3 separate regions of the Mus musculus genome follow, and all the other regions are linked to region 1. A link is a contact called in public HiChIP or PLAC-seq and Micro-C data. All regions are on one chromosome and are shown on one strand. Each heading gives the region's core, a stretch centred on a gene start, on an enhancer-like site or on the middle of the called end of the contact. The rest is flanking DNA. Distances are from core to core; before and after follow the strand shown. Region 1 holds the start of Fzd6 (frizzled class receptor 6). Region 2 overlaps Gm7194 (a long non-coding RNA gene). Region 3 overlaps Baalc (brain and acute leukemia, cytoplasmic).

Region 1 (2,700 bases), core at 174-2,673:
GGAGGGGAACTTAATGTTCAAAACTACTTTAAAAAATATGATTGGGAAAAAAACTATGTTTAAAGATTAAAAAGTAATAGTTAAGAGAAAAATACTACGTATAAACTAATTTTCAATATAGGCATGAAAATCCACTCACCCCCATTTCCACAGCAGCGATCCCCTGGTCATAATGACCCATCAGGTTAGGGAAGAACGTCATGTTGTAAGTCATTTTCATACATCTGGGAACGGTGATTGGCTCACAGGTGAAAAGGCTGTGTCCTCTTACGAGGGGCAGAAGAATGCACGCCAACAGAAACGGGGACCTTTCCATCTTGCCAGACTCCGATTTTACCACATGGCTTGGATTATTCTTATGCTCCTTTCCGCATCAAAAAGATTCTCAAATCAGAGATAAAATGTACAAATTCCTCATTGCATTCTTTGTACCATTTTGATAGAAGCTGTTTCCTGAAAATGAATTCTGGGGCAACTGCTGTAAAAACAAACCCAAAGTGTGTTATCAGTAACATTCGTCACAAAGTCAAATCCAAGTCAAATGTCATGCTAGGTAACTAATGCTACAAAGAAAGAAAAAAATGTGGAAAATTCCATCCTAGCAAGAGACATATCCACCTGCCCGGGCGCGGATGTATCACTTTGCTAAGGAAGCCTCAATTCTAGGGAACTGCTGATGAAGGGTTATACTGTCTAAAACACCGGGTAAGAGGAGGCACGGCATAAGCAAGTTGGAGCGAGGAAAGGGGTGATGGTGGTTAGAAGAAAGGGGGTCTAGGGGCCCCTTGGCCATCTCACTATATGGGGAAAATGAGGACAAGTGACCCAGACAGAGTTCTTCAACTTTAGCTCTCTCTACAATCGCAGACTTCTGCGGATGTGCCTTTCCTGTTTTCGCAAAGGCGAAAATCAGTCTGCTGGGGTTGAGCGAGGTCCCCCTAGGAAGAGTGGGCCTGGGTGGTGACTCCTTTGCGCTTCTTCACCTCCAGCACTTTCCCCTTCAACGCGCTCACCCCGTGCCCCCTGTACCCCGAATTCCACCCAGCGCAAACCTTCCACGGTCAGCTCATGGGGACTGCGGGAGGCTCCCCTGAGCCCCCGGGGTCCCGCGTCGGGCACCTGTTCCCGGCCTGCAGCCGAGCAGCTCCGTCCCCGGCCTGCGGGGACCCAGAGTCACTTTCCAGGAGTTGCGTGGGACTCCGAGGCGACGCACCTGCGGCTCCGATCCCGGCCGCTGCCCGCCCGCCCCGTCGGGCCGGGGACGCCTCACCTCGGGCGGCAGAGGAAGGTGGCTGTCCCTCGGCGTCGCGCGGCCCCGCCACCCCAGACAGCCGGGGCGAGCTTTCGGTGGGGGGCAGCGTCCGGGCCTCGACCGCCTCCGGGGCCGCAACGGGGAGCGAGAGCTGGGCGATCCCGCGAGACTGCGCCGCCAGGTCGGGCGGGCAGGTTGGGGCTCGCGGCGGCGGGACCGGCCCTGCGCCCCGCCCAGCCCAGCCGGCCGCGGTGCGGGGGCCGCCGAGCTGTCGCCTCCGCTCGCACCGCGGACCCAGGCGTGAGACCCAGGCCGTTGGGGAAGTGCCCTGCAGAGCACACTTTCCGTTCTGGAAGCGAGGAGCCTTAGCCGCGGGGATCTGCTCTGTAGTGAGTGGTAGCTGAGATCAGAGTTAGCGAGGAACTTCCTGAGTTCTTGGCTGAAAAGCCTATTAACTCGGGGAGTCTGGCCACCACCTTGAACGGCAGGTGCCAGCTTCGGCCGGTTCTACAGCTTTACTGCTGCAAAAGCCCCACAGAAAGTTAACTGCTTTAGTCAACGTGGTTTTGAGAACCAGCTCTGCCACCATCACTTCAGATAAATTACCAAAAAGGGGCGTGGGGATGTGTAGAGTCCTCTCTATGTAGACATGATAAATGAATACAAGAATGGTTACTAATTTTTGAGTCCTTTACATTCAATAATGCCTGATATGTAGGACTCTGGTATGAGGTACAAAGGAACTTGTTGGCAAACACAAAGTGTCTTCTCTTCTTTCTTTCTTTCTTTCTTTCTTCTTCTTCTTCTTCTTTTTCTTCTTCTTCTTCTTCTTCTTCTTCTTCTTCTTCTTTCTTCTTCTTTCCTCCTCCTCCTCTTCTTCCTCTTTTCTTCTTCTTCTTGTTCCTAATGGGGATAGAACCCAGGGTCTTGTGCATACTGGTACTAGCATGCCTACTATGTTAAGCTACAGTCCCAGCCTGTAAAATAACTTTTAAATGGAGACTGCTGTTAGCTGAATCACTGTGCTGCTGAAAAATGTCACATTTCAGTACTTGGGACACCACCGAATAACCAGACAAGATTTGAAATCTGGAAACATCAACTAGAGATGAATTTTGGAGAACTCTTTCCCAGCTTTATCAAAAAACTTAGGACAAGCCGGTCATGGTTGCACACATCTTCAGTCCCAGCACTCAGGAGGCAGAAGCAGGCAGACCTTTGAGTTCCCAGACAGCTAGGCTACACAGAGAAACCCTGCCTTGAAAACAAAACTAAACAAAAAAAAGCTTAGGACAACTGTAAAGGACGAGACCATGTTAAAGAAATGTTAATACTAATTGTCTTAATCTTAATATTATTAAAAGTCAGACAGTTTATGTATTGAAAAATGGGTTTCTATGTAAGATGTTTTCTATGTAGAAAATTAACCTTCTACGTGGGAAGAATAT
Region 2 (2,700 bases), core at 133-2,632, 41 kb before region 1:
AGACATTGATTGTGTTTCTCATGTGACCTACCCTCTGTATTGGGGTATAGGTATCACTTCCAAGGAGGTAATTGTTAAATTGATTAATATGCTTCTGGCAAGAGTAACAGAAACTTAGGGCTGGGGGGGGGCGGGTGACTTGATTGGAAAAATAACTGCCATGAAGCCTATGAGGATCCGAGTTCAGGTTCGCAGCACCAACGAAAGAAGCCAGGCACGTGTCTGTAACTGCAGAGCTGGGGGTGTAGGGAGGGGAGGGGTAAGAATAGACCCATCCAAGGAATTCACTGGCTAGCCCATGAGAAGAATTGCCAGCTAGCAGAACTGGTGAGCTACAGGTTTAGTGAGAGACCCGTCTTAAAGAAAGTAGATGATTGAATGAGATACCCAATATCTACCTCTGGCTTCTACATGCATGTACACGCACATGCACACACACAAGCACACATATTAGACACATAAAGGAAATGAACCTAACCATTGTGAGCTGGCAAGGATGCTTGCTATCTATGAGGTGAGACTGTGAGTTGCTCAAAACTGGCTGGCAATCTAGGTATTTATGGCGGGAGGAAAAGCCACCACACTGCTGGATGACAGAACTTAGCTCCTCTTTCCGGACTGATTGATACTGTGTGTATTCCAGCCAGAGGGATTAAAGGTATGTGGCGTGTCTACATTCCAGCCAGATCACACAGACCTAGAAGGTCTTCAGATGTGATCCCTTGACAGAACAGCCCCGTTGCTGGATTAAAATTCCTGTACGAATAGTAGCCTAGAAAACCCTGAAGTCATAGTGCAATGGCTCTGTGATGCTCAAGAACAGGAACATACTAACACAGGCTGCTGGTGTACCCATGGCCAGCTCTCTTCTCTTCCTGATGGTGTACCCATGGCCAGCTCTCTTCCCTTCCTGATGGTGTACCCATGGCCAGCTCTCTTCCTTTCTGGCTGATGGAGGAAATCCACACATGGTGGAACCCCCAGGGAGCTCCCAAAAGGTTTCTCTTCTTTTACAACTTGTCACTAGAACTCCTTTTGTTCTGAGATTTTAGGCATTTCACTAGAAGTAAGCAAGTCACGCCCTGGACTGCCTCAAAAATATTTCTGTCCTCTGTCTGACAGAGACTTGGAACGAAGCAGTCTAAGAGAGGTAAACAGGGAGGCTCCTGTCATGTCTGAGCCTAGCAGGGTACATTATTAGCGAATTCTTGGCCTTGAGGTTAGAAATCAGGTCCAGTATAGCTAATTCAATATCATTTTTTAGAGTTATAATAATTTTAGATCCTAACACATCCAGAACTATGAGCTAAACACTTCATCCTTCAGGATATTTAACTCATGTGGTTATGAGTCACTGCTAATATGTTCAACAGATATTCTGGTTTCTAAGCCGCTTATCCAAAGTAAAAATTTTAATTATTTTTCTTAGTGATTTGCTCATGTCTGCATACCAAGAGTCAGGCTTGGCTGACCAAAGGCATCTTGAAATATTTAACTTAGAATTCAGTATAGGTGAGACATGCCAGATATTTCTAAGCTTTCTATCCAGAAACATAAAAATTGTCAAAGTCAAGTTTTAAACGAAGCTACAGCAGGAGGAATAATCAACTATGCCAGTTATATATTTCATATATTAGTTTTCACATGCAGAATGACTAGATAAGATCTTGCGTGCTGTGTTCCAGAAAGAAATATGCAATTTCTGAAAAATGGGGAATGAAGGAAAAAGGAAATTTTAACTAGTAAATACTATAAATTCCAAGATGACAGTAAAATACTGAAAATCATTAAGCTGATTATTTTCACATACATCTGGATATACACATGCAAAAATATATACAAATGTATACACTATGCCTTATCTTAATGGTGATGTCAAATCAAGAACATAATAGAAGCTTTCTAAACTTACATATATGTAACCATAGTAAACCTAATGTATCATCCCCTGGGGGTTGTTTACACAGCACTGTTATTTACAAGTATAATTTAGCTACTTGATGGGGGTGGGGTTGTTTGTTTGTTTATCCTTGGAGGCTTTCATACCAAGGTATTTAAACTTCTGTTCATTCTTTGTAACTGCATTCTTTATGTATTCTTATCTCTTGCATACTCACGTTCAGTTTTCTCCTCACTGTGTACTTGTGGAGGTCAGATGTGCTCTATCTGGCCTTAAAAATCCAAGAGCTCTCTTGTCCCATGCAAAACACCATTGGGAAGCCAGGTATATACATAGAAAGAGCAATTGTCTAGCATGCCTAAAGCCCACGTTCCATCTCTAACACCTCAACTACAACAAAACCAAAATATCTTTATCATATGATGTCTGGAAAGACTGCACATAAGAAGGCAGGAAGGGCCTGTCTCTCTAGGAGTGTTAGGCTAGGAAATTGGTACTGTAAAATAGTGTTGAGAATGTTAATGTTTAAGTGGGATATAGTGCAGCACACCTTGAATCCCAGCACCAGAAAGGTAGAAGTAGGCAGACCTCTATGAGTTGAAGGCCAGCTTGGGTTATATATAAGTTGCTAGTCTGCTAAGGTTACACAGTGAGTTGATAGTCAACTAAGACTACATCACAAGAAACTGTTTCAAAACAAGAAGAAAATGGTGATGTTTAATACAACTCGCATTCGTTATCATTAGTCAGTTAATGAACATCTAAATGGTTCCCATTTCCTAGCTGTTGTGAATAGGGAA
Region 3 (2,700 bases), core at 198-2,697, 55 kb after region 1:
GTGGAGGGTAGTAGTGAAGAAGAGGTTAGCAGGGGGTGGAAAAGGAATCTGAGAGAGTTGGGGGCATAAATAAGATCAAAATGCAGTCTATATTTTTTGAAAAGCTTTAATGTACTAGAAATTGGCAATAAAGTAGACATGGCCCTTGCTCTTGAGGAGATAATATTTTAGTAGAACAATAAAAACAATAAATAGACAGACAGACAGATGCAATAATTTCCAATTTCTGGCACATCAAAACTTTTTAATAAATATAGTACATGAAAGTGAATAAGCGCATACCTTTAGCTACTGGATCATACTTGCAACTTACCTCCTCAGAGAAATTCTCCAAGATTAGCTACTTCCCAGACTTGTGGAAATGATGAGGGACAATCTGTATTTGAAAGACCCTTATAAGAACAAGAAAACCAGATATTTGGAGAGGGGTTGCACAGCCATGCACCTCAGGCAGGTGACAAAGGCGGAGTTACTATATGTACGTCACACTGGTCTGCAGGCACCAGTTCTAGATATGCAGACATCAGCTCCAGCAAACTTGGTACCAAGGGACCAGGGACAAAGACCTTCCAGTTCTTCAAGAGAAAATGAATTAGGTTTGCTGATGAATTGTAACCTGTAAGAGTAGATTAAATAAAGCAGATGTATATTTCTTGGTTTCAGATGGCCTAAGTATGTACAGTTCTGGGCTCAGGGAGGTTGCATAGAACCAGGAACCCCGTCTTCTTCCGATTTGTTGCTCCGTTTGGCATAGCTTCAAATAGCTTGGTTGCTCCACTGCCAAGGACAGGTGACATACTGTCCCAATGGACCAGTATGTCTGCAGCTTTTCCCTCCACATTCTAAGCAGCAGGAGGAAAAGGAGACTCACAAGTGCAGTGCTTATTATAAATCAATGTATGATTGGCAGAGAAGGAAAGAATGTATATGGAGTTTTCAGTGAGGGGTGCCTGCTGGATCTATGTACATAGAATTCCAATGTTTGTACAGCAGGGCAGCTGAATAAACCATGCCTTTGATCTGATTTCAGCAAAACAGCCCCTCCTTGGAGACCCTGCTTAGAGAAACAGATATGGAGGAGAGGTCTTTCTGTGACACTGGGGAGCGGCCACAAATGGAGGTTAGTTGGTCAAATAGGTCTGAGTGCACTGGGGAGACGGGCAGCTAGAGGAACATCTTGTGAATGCAGGGCATTGGCTGCAACCTAGGTAGCCCTCAGTTCCTAATCTTTAGGCCCAGACACCTATTATAAGGACAGTTTATTCTTTCCTCAATTATGAACTTCTTTCCTGACCTTAACCCAGAGAGCCTTCTCATACAAGGCCAGGCTTACCCTGTCCAGAAGGCTAAGTGATCCCAGGCTGGCCCCAGCTCTCTAATCATAGCCCTCTCCAGTCATCCCCTGTCCTCCTAAGCTTGGGGTTGGCTCAGTTTCAGGGTATGAGACAGTTCTCCCTCTCGATATCTGTTTCAACTATGCTGGACATTCTGAGTCAGGTACGGGAATGGTGAGGAAGCACTGATCGTTGGCTGACATTCCTATCTGGCATCCCAGGTCACCAATTCCTGGCTAAAAAGTTATAAATCCCTCTGTAAGTGTAAGTTAGAGCTAATTGCAGCCCCCATATCTAGTTCATCTAATTCATAGGGCTGTTTGACTTATGTGAAACGCCTTTGTTTCAAAAAATTCTAACCAGCTGTGCATACAGATTTAAGGTTCCAGTAAAGAGCCTCTGTAACCATTCACATATGTTTGAAATTAATGACTTTATTGACACAAACTTCAGAATGGAAAGTGTTATCCCACTAGGATAGTAAGAGTCAGTTCCTGCTTTAAACACACATTTAAAACTTGCCAGATGGAAATTTCAATGGTGTGCCAGATCACAGGCCCTCCCTCCCTCCCTCCCTTCTCCTCGCAGAGTGAGAACGTGTTTCTGTATTTGCAGAGACAACTTTCCCAGATGGTAAATTCCAATGAGCTGAGGCAAACACAGAGTTGGGAAGAGAAGCCGGCCTTAGCCCATGGCCGATAGCATCAACTGGGGAAGCAGCATGTCAAAACACAGCGCACATGCCCTGGAGCGCAAGCCCTTGAGCTTGCAGGATTGGACCCATGGCCAACCCTGTGGAAGGACTCCTGCCCAGCAATGCCGCTGAGGACACAGGAGTCACGGGGCTTGCTTTTGTTTTATTAGTTAAATTGTCAGAACATGAAGTTCCCTAAAAGCCCTTTGACAAGGAGTCAAGATGAGAGAGGTTGGGGGTGGCGGGGGAACTGTGGTGTATACGGCAAAGGAGAAGACATACATCTGTGATTGACAGAAAGCTACCTTTACCTAAGTGTGAGATTCCACTGCAATCATTGGTCTTGTGCCACAGGGTCCGTGTCAGTCTCCTGAGTACCAAGCCTCCTCACAGAGTCAGAAGTACAGTCGTGACTTCCCGACTCCAAATCCCTCTGCGACTGTTACTGTAGCTGGCACAAGGTTGGCAGTGAATCTTAACACTAATAAACATACAGTCTACAGTTCTACTTGTGTTGGAGAAATAAGTCAGAGACAGCAGTGAGCATCTGCATCTTAATCCGCTTGGGTGACTTCTCTTGAACTGTCACGTAAGCATGCCGCCAGACTACTATTGCTGCTAGATGTGAGTTTGTTGGTACAGTTTGATATGACTTGGACCTTAATAAGCCCA

The links. HiChIP or PLAC-seq counts read pairs in DNA pulled down with a chosen protein or histone mark. Hi-C and Micro-C count contacts between places; a contact is called where the count stands out from the background.
Region 2: a Micro-C map of the HL-1 cell line shows a contact between it and region 1, with 2.2 times the contacts expected there. The contact joins the enhancer-like site here to the promoter of Fzd6 in region 1. A contact is called at or near these places in 1 of 39 promoter capture datasets (cranial neural crest), 1 of 15 datasets of contacts at CTCF or cohesin (the NIH/3T3 cell line), 6 of 484 Hi-C or Micro-C datasets (the HL-1 cell line, the N1E-115 cell line, cerebral cortex and 2 more), 5 of 115 datasets of contacts at active chromatin or transcription factors (embryonic fibroblasts, embryonic stem cells, extraembryonic endoderm stem cells and 1 more) and 3 of 9 other capture datasets (adipose tissue, liver and pancreatic islet).
Region 3: a contact with region 1 is called in a CTCF HiChIP or PLAC-seq map of the NIH/3T3 cell line, with 23 read pairs. The contact joins the enhancer-like site here to the promoter of Fzd6 in region 1. A contact is called at or near these places in 1 of 15 datasets of contacts at CTCF or cohesin (the NIH/3T3 cell line), 12 of 484 Hi-C or Micro-C datasets (the HL-1 cell line, Sertoli cells, embryonic fibroblasts and 6 more), 7 of 115 datasets of contacts at active chromatin or transcription factors (embryonic fibroblasts, embryonic stem cells, extraembryonic endoderm stem cells and 3 more) and 2 of 9 other capture datasets (adipose tissue and pancreatic islet).

What each region holds. Positions count from the first base shown.
Region 1 is chr15:39,005,003-39,007,702 of GRCm38.p6, reverse strand. It overlaps Fzd6 (frizzled class receptor 6), which reads right to left and starts at 1,423. Exons shown (of 7, transcript NM_001162494.1): 1 at 1,271-1,423; 2 at 140-478. The coding sequence starts at 316. It overlaps Gm26704 (a long non-coding RNA gene), which reads left to right and starts at 634. Exons shown (of 2, transcript XR_875317.3): 1 at 634-1,641.
Region 2 is chr15:39,046,418-39,049,117 of GRCm38.p6, reverse strand. The region is part of intron 1 of Gm7194 (a long non-coding RNA gene); the gene reads right to left. Among named protein-coding and RNA genes, the nearest start is that of Gm7194, 5.6 kb to the right of the region's middle. Within about 2 kb of position 1,382, at least 29 of the 459 cell types and tissues checked have an H3K27ac peak or open chromatin away from gene starts, as enhancers often do. A contact at or near this core is called in the HL-1 cell line, the NIH/3T3 cell line and embryonic fibroblasts, where this site is marked.
Region 3 is chr15:38,950,313-38,953,012 of GRCm38.p6, reverse strand. Baalc (brain and acute leukemia, cytoplasmic) reads right to left here. Exons shown (of 2, transcript NM_080640.6): 2 at 1,749-2,700. Among named protein-coding and RNA genes, the nearest start is that of Baalc, 18 kb to the right of the region's middle. Within about 2 kb of position 1,447, at least 88 of the 459 cell types and tissues checked have an H3K27ac peak or open chromatin away from gene starts, as enhancers often do. A contact at or near this core is called in the NIH/3T3 cell line, adipose tissue, embryonic fibroblasts and 3 more, where this site is marked.